2 separate regions of the Pan troglodytes genome follow, and region 2 is linked to region 1. A link is a contact called in public Hi-C data. All regions are on one chromosome and are shown on one strand. The core of a region is the stretch at or near the end of the contact, and the rest is flanking DNA. Distances in the headings are between cores, read along the strand shown. Region 1 holds the start of ASTN2 (astrotactin 2). Region 2 overlaps ASTN2 (astrotactin 2).

Evidence for each region. Hi-C and Micro-C count contacts between places; a contact is called where the count stands out from the background.
Region 2: a contact with region 1 is called in a Hi-C map of induced pluripotent stem cells, with 3 times the contacts expected there. The contact joins the enhancer-like site here to the promoter of ASTN2 in region 1. A contact is called at or near these places in 3 of 7 Hi-C or Micro-C datasets (induced pluripotent stem cells and stem cell-derived neural progenitor cells) and 1 of 1 datasets of contacts at active chromatin or transcription factors (stem cell-derived excitatory neurons).

Annotation. Positions count from the first base shown.
Region 1 is chr11:21,030,246-21,033,865 of NHGRI_mPanTro3-v2.0_pri, reverse strand. ASTN2 (astrotactin 2) reads right to left here and starts at 1,705. Exons shown (of 23, transcript XM_009457169.4): 1 at 1,234-1,705. The coding sequence starts at 1,675.
Region 2 is chr11:21,371,894-21,375,513 of NHGRI_mPanTro3-v2.0_pri, reverse strand. All of the region lies in intron 5 of ASTN2 (astrotactin 2), which reads right to left. Among named protein-coding and RNA genes, the nearest start is that of ASTN2, 340 kb to the right of the region's middle. Within about 2 kb of position 1,818, at least 3 of the 24 cell types and tissues checked have an H3K27ac peak or open chromatin away from gene starts, as enhancers often do. A contact at or near this core is called in induced pluripotent stem cells, where this site is marked.

The sequences.
Region 1 (3,620 bases), core at 456-2,955:
TCAGGCGAGCAAGGAGTTAACCTCGGAAGTTCAGGGATCGTAAAGGTTCTCACCTGGAAGGCCCCTCACCTGCGGTGCCCGAGGCGGATCCCGCCGAAGAAAAGACCCGGGGAAGAAGAGCTCCGGGTCTGGGCGAGCCCCTGGCGCCTCACGGGCGCTGTTGTTGGCCAGACTCCGACAACCAATAAGGCCCCGCGCCCCCAAGAGGGGAGGGGAGAGCGAGCAAGCAGCGAGCGCGGGAGAGCTAAGGGGAACAACATTTTTGTAAACGCTCTCCGAGATAATTAAGCTATCAATTACCCGGGTGGGAAATCAGCTGCGCTTCCCACAGCTCCACTGAAGGGCCGACTCCTCCGGGATTCGCGCAGGGAACCAGCAGGCAGCAAGCTGCTGGCGAACTTTTCTGATTAACTTTTCCGTTGGAGCCCCCCACCCACACCCATCTCCTCTCCTCTCCTTTTTCTTGCCTTTAAGTAATTATTATTAGCCCAGGGAGTGAGCTGCAAGGACAAACCGGCTCTCTGCCGGGAGGTGGGTAGAAAGGGAAGGCGGTAACGGGGGTAGAGGGAGGCTCTAAACGTGGAGACCTCGGAGTCGGAATCCCAGTTCTCAGCAACCACTCAAGTCTCTCCAGCCCCATTTCACAGATGGCCAAAACTGAGGCTCAGAGAAGGGAAGCGACTTGGCCAAGGCCACTCAGCCCATGCGGAAGCCACGCTTTTGCGGGTTGAGCGATTCCACACGGAACTACTCCATTCCTACTCTCATGAAAATCCATCTGGAAGGGCAGAACCCGCAACTCCGAGGCGAGAGCGAGGGGGCGGTGACGGCGGGTGGCCAGTGACGGTACCCGGAGAAGTGGGCGGCTCGACCTGAAACTGGCTTAGGATCTGGGATGCTCCGGCCCCTAGCCAGAGCACCTTCAGTGAATGGGGTCTCCGGCTTCCGGGATGGATCAAGCAGAGCTCCAGGTCGGGACTGAGAGGCAGAGGCGCAGGTTCCCACTGCGGGAGGGTTGGCACGCCCCCAGGCTCCCGCCGCGCGCTCTCCAGGACCTCCTCCCACATGCTCGTTTCCAACCACCTGTGCGACCTCTGGGCCCCTCCTCTACCCTCTGCCAACCCCACTCGGGGCAGCCCCGGGCGGGGATCCCCAGGGCGCCCCCACCCGTCCGGCATGACGCAGGGGCTCGGGGTTCCTTGGGATCTAGCGCGTGCCGGCGCCCAGCCTTACCCAGGGTGAAGAAGGGCAGCTCGGTGTTGTCCAGGTCGTCCTGCACCGCGATGCGCCCCGGCAGCTCGTTACGCACAAAGAGCAAGAGGCGCGACTCGGCGGCGGTGCCGGCAGAGCCAGGAGAGCCCGGGGACGCGGCGGCGGCGGCTCCGGCCCCGGTTCCAGCCCCGGCCCCGGCGCGGGCGCCGCTCCAGCCGATGTCGCTCTCCCGCAGGGCGGGCAGTGTGGACACCGTGACGGTCTTCAGCCGGCACGGGCTGTCGGGCTCCCGCGAGGCAGCGGCGGTGGCGCCAGCCAGCAGCGGCGGCGGCGGCAGCAGGAGCAGGAACAGCAGCAGCAGCAGCGGCAGCAGTGGCGGCGGCCCCGGGTGGAAGCGGAGCCTCGGCCGCCCCCGGAGCCCCGAGCCGGGGCCGGGGCTGAGCCGGGCGCCGGCGGCGGCCATGGCGGGAGAGGCTGCGGTGCTGCGGGCGGCGGCGGCGGTGGCGAAGGAGGAAGAGGAGGCAGCTGCGGAGACGGCGGACGCCGAAGCGAACCAGGACGCCCGAGCTAAGGAGCGGAGAGAGCCGCTCGCCAGCAGCCCCCAGCTCTGGGCTCCGCCTCCCGATCGGCCCTGGACCGCCCCCCCGCGCCGCCTCCCCGGGCCCAGCCGCCCGTCCCCGATCTCCGGCTCCCCCCGCAGACCCCGAGCGTTTCGGAGGCTCCGCCCGCCCTCGTGCAAGTCCCAGTGGCTCCCTCCCCTTTCCCAAGATCCCCCAATCCCGCCCTCACAGCATTCTTTAGCCACAACACCCCTCCCTAAACTCCCAAAATTCCTAATACTTAGGGCCCCCTCGGGCCCCCCAAACCCCCCTGACAACCCAGTTCTCCTGGCTTCACCCCACCTTCGGCTCAACCCAGAGGCTGCACCTGGGGGCGCGCCTTGGCCCAGCCTTGCTCAAGGCCCCGCCTTCTTGGGGATAGGGAGCCCCCTGGATAGCCAAGACTTAACTTTGTCTCCCCTCAGGCCCAAGAACAAGTCCTTTCTCCAATCTCCTACCCTTTTCTAGTCTCTGAAATAACTTCCTGTAGCCTCAGAGCCCCCTTCCCACCCACTTGGCCACAACTCCTGCATTCATTCTCCCACTGCCCGCAAACCTTCCTCTCCCCTCCATCCAGGCCTTGGTGCTAGCACTAATTGCTAATGGACAGAGGGGCGTCGAACTCCACCGTCTAACGCCGACCCCACAACTGACTGAAGCCGGGCTGTTCTGGCCCCCTAGCTGCCGCCCTGCAAGCCAGCCCACTCACGCTTTTTTATTTTGGATCCCTGCTCCCAGCTTGGAGCAGCTCTACTTGGCTGCTTCTGCTCTCTGTGTGAAATTCCTGAAAAGGGTGTGAGGTAGAGACCTACTATTCTGTCTGTCCTTGGCTCCCGGGTCTTTTAGATCCTCTGCCCAAGTCCCAGAGAACGGGAGTGCTCACCATTTCTTCACCTGCAGTCTTTCTAGACTCAAGTTGAGCTAGGTCCTCAGATTCAGCACCCTTTGGTCTTGGGCTGACTCTGTCTCTGACCCACATACCTGAGACCCTCCAGGGAGCGGACACCTCTGCATGGGTCAAGTGCCGTGCACCCCCTTCCCCACTCCCCTACTTTTCTTCATCTTCCCTGTCTTTGTTTTCTGTTTCATCTCTCCATTCATTTCCTTCCTTCTCATCTTGACTTTAATCTTATAAATGCTTCTTTCCTATAATTTGTGAGCAACTTCTCATCTCTGTCTAGCTTACCCATCTGCACCTTTTGTGCTGTCTCTATGCATTCACTTTTCTCTTAGCTCTTCCCTCTTCTGTCTCGTTCCCCTTTTCTGTCTTTAACCCTTCATATAAATTGCTTTTCTCCTCTCTCATCATATATTTTTTAATAATGTTGGATAAAGGCAGAGCACTGAAAATAAGGAAAAAAGCAAAAGCTGTTTTGTGACCTTGAACTTAATGTGTTTAAAGCATTCTCCAAATGCTAGACATGTACGTATGTTAGCTTTTTTACATGACCATAATCCAACAAGATGGATATTATGATTCCCATTTTCCATGTGAGGAAACTGAGATCAGGCGGTCAGGGAGGTGAAGGGATTTTCCAAGGTCGTGTAGCAAATGAGCTGAAGAGCTGAGGTTTGAACAGTAGGCTTCAAGCCTTGACTGTTTCCCTTAAATTACACTGTCCTCAGTGACCTTGGAAAACCCCACCCATCAAAGATGCTGTAAAAGGTAAATCTGCATAAGCACAGTTGGATCTACTTCCCTGTGAGGTTTGTAAGGTATACTTCTCCTGTCTTAGTTTACTAATCTGTGAACTCAAAGGGTGTGTGGAGGTTGGGGTGGAATCTGGCCTTTCAAGTCCTCTAATTCTA
Region 2 (3,620 bases), core at 569-3,068, 340 kb before region 1:
TTCATAAGTATCTTAATGTCTTTGAACCTCATCTTTAAAATGTAGGTAGAAGATTAAATGAGATAACGCATGTAATATGGTCAATTACTCCTCTCGGAAGTACCATCACTCCCATTTACAGATTAAGGCATTGAATCCAATTGCACAGGTAGTAAGTGACATTGCAGGACTTGAAATTCATACACTTCAAGTCCATGCTCTTAAACACTACATTATGCAGAATTATGGGGCCTCCTACAAGATACCCCCTAGTCCGTTTGCTGAGTAATAAATTATTCTATCGTTTCCAAGAATGAAGCCTCTTTGGAATAGCACACATCCTTGAATTTATCTTGTTTGGTATTCCAGCTCCTTGGGAGGCCTCTAAATTCATATCTAATACAGACTTCTCTAGTCTCAGCTGGTTTCAGACACTGTGGATCGTAATGCTGAGAGTATGAAAACAAATGCCTTCTGCCCAAACCATCATCTTTCAATTACAAATCACTCTGTCAATTTGCAAGTGCTTTGGATGCGAACATCTTGCAGTCTGGCACTAGTTAGAGCTGAGAAGAAATTGAGAGAGGATACATGGGGAGAGGAAGAGATGAAAAGAAGAATGAATCAAGGATAGAGGAAGGAGAAAGACAATGGAATCGTCAATTTGAACAGATGTTTAGAACTCATCTAAGTCAGGGCCCTTTCTAGCATAGTTCCAGGGGCCCTGATCTCATGGATCTATGAATTGGAATCCAAGGAGTGGAATGGTGGCTCCTGGAGTTGTGAAATATCATGACACAAAGTCCAACTTTATTTATTTATTTATATATTTAGCAGTGGGTGAAACTAAGGTATACAGAATTTAAGTGGCTCCTCTAACAAGTGTCAGCAAAGTAATGGCGGAACTAAAAACTTTGACTTCTAATTCAGTGCTCTGTAGCATACAAAGGGTTAGGTATCCAAACATAAAAGAAAACATGGAGGTATGGACAAAGAGTGATTTGCAGGTAAGGCAAAAGAGTTAAGACTTCAAAGAGGAAAAACAAGACGAAGAAGGAATAGAGATGAAGAGAGATCAAGAAGATATCTACAAAAGAGAAAAGGAGGGATGGAGAACAAAAAGACAGGGGCAGAGAATCTGTAAAAAACAGAGGAAGTCAAAGACGATATAGTGCAGCACAAATTCAAACAAAATGAAAGAGAGAGAAAGACTGCCGAAATAAAAATGCAGGGTTAGATAACTGGTTAGTCGCTCTCCGATGAAAATATCTAATGCACCCCCCTTGCTGGTATGCATGAGGTCCTGGCCTCTTAATGAGTCCCCAGGCTTCCTATGACCAGGCCTGGCTGACCTCCCCCACAACTCATTCCGCTCAGCTTCCTGCCTCCAGGGGTGTCTTCTGCAGGGACTGTCCTGCTTCTCCACTCCACTCCTGGATATTGCTTGGTTCATTCCACCTAATCCTTTGCAATATCATCTATTTCAGGGAATCTTCCCATCGCCTCTTCCTACTGTCCACCCTCCAGTCCAGGCAGGGTTGTGAGACCCTCTTCTGGATCCCACAACACCCCACAAACTCCCATTATATTATTTATCACAATGGATGGCTAATCTCTGTTTTAATGTTACCATTTTTCTCCCAACATACTGTAGATTTCCTAGGGCCAGGAATTAGGTTGGATTCATCGTGTATCTCCAGCAATTACTGCAGGGTGAAAAATATACTGTTACACTCAATGCATGACTGATGAATGAATGAAGGGACAAACCACTCCTCCTCTCAGGAGTGACAAATTATGTCGACAACCACTGGGGGGTGCTCTTGGGTAACTCCAGCAATGGGCCTGGGGGAGCAGGCAGTGGAATTTCTCTGTTACAAACACCTCAGCAAAGCAGAGAAGGCAAAAGTGATACCAAACTGGAGAGATCCTTCTAGACTTCACCAGGTGAGGCTGAGAACGGAACAAAGCCTGCCCTAGTGGATGAAAGAATAAAATGAAAGTCAGAGAAAATGGACTCGAGTCTATGGAACTGGTTAGCTCTGTGGTCTGGGGGAGTCACTCATCACTGAAGGGCAGCAGTTCACTTGATTCACACAAGCCCAGGCGATGGCCATTATTATCCCCAGCCCTCACCTGCCGGGAATAGAAGGATGAATGAGCAAGACAACGTTCTGTTCTATTGAGGAAAAAAAAGACCTTAATAGTACAGGAATGGGGTTATCTGGAATTCTTATTCTAATTGCCAACATTTATTGCATATTTTCTATGTCAAACATGATTCCAAGCACTAGCAATACAGGTCTGAGCAAGTCACTGCCCCATGTTGCCCGTTCTCTAGAGGAGGAGGAGGAGAAGGAGGAATAGAGACGTGCAAGACTAACCACAATTTTAAGAAAGGAACAAGGGCTTGATGACAAAAGAGATATAGGTAACATGCCACCACAGTGACATTTGGTCTGAGGGATCAGGGAAAGCTTCAGAAAGGTGGTAACATTTTTCCCAACCAGACCTACTAGGACATTTAGGTTTTATTAGACAGAGCTGAGTCAACATGATACTCTAGGCTGATGGAACAGCCCAGCAGATACTAGCAGGCGAAGATGTGCAGGGTGTGTTTGTGGAAGTGTGAGCAGAAGATGGAATGGAAGTAAAGGCTAGAGAGGTGGATTTGGCTAATATTAACAGCAGGCAGGATGCGCTGTCAGAACAGCAGAAGTGGCAATAGTTGGGGTGGAAGTGGCTGCAGCTACAGGGGCCACAGTAGCAGCTGCTTTGATGGTGCAGGGTGCCAAGAATTATACTAAGGGCTGTGTATACAATACCTCTTTCAATCCTAAATATCTACATATCTATCTATATATTATACAAATACACATACATATGTATATGCATGCATGTGTATATTTATGTATATGCATAGGAATGTCTATTTTATCAACATGTAGTTTTTATTTCCATTTCCTAAGTGAAGACCATGAGACACAGAGGGGTTAAATAACATATCCAAGGTGAGTAAGCAGCGAAGTCATTATCTACACCGAGGTCTGTAAATTTCCAGAGGCAATGCTTTTAAATGCTATACTACACCTCACCCATTGTCAGGCTAAGAAGTTGAGAATTTATCATGTAGGCCAAGAGGGAGACACCAAAGGTATCTAAGGGAATAACACAATCTAACAAATGTTTTCAGAAGATGACTCTAGGGCCACTCCTGCCCCAACATCCTTGGGCGATCCCTGCCCTCCTATTTTTAATGGAGCCCCTTCTGGGGCAAGAAGGGGTGGACATGGTCCATTTGTAGCAGTCCCCAAATCTCCCAAAGGAGTCCAGGATGAGCCCAGCCCCTCTGACAAATGCTCCAGCCTCCCCTAGCCCCAGGGAGTGATTTATCAGCACAGCGTCAGCGCCTCTGCCCAGCAGCCTGTGATCCAAGGCTGGCGGCCCAGGCTGGGGTTTTTAATTAGCTGAGAGAGGGAAGAGTCAAGCCCTCTCAGATGGAAAGAAAGAGAGACACCAAGAAGGCTCATAAATCCTGAACCAAGGACCCATCGACTAGAGTCTGGCAGTGGTGGGCAGATGGAGGGGGAGGGGGAGGAGGAGGAGGGGACAGGCTGATTGTCTTTTTGGCAATTTCATGG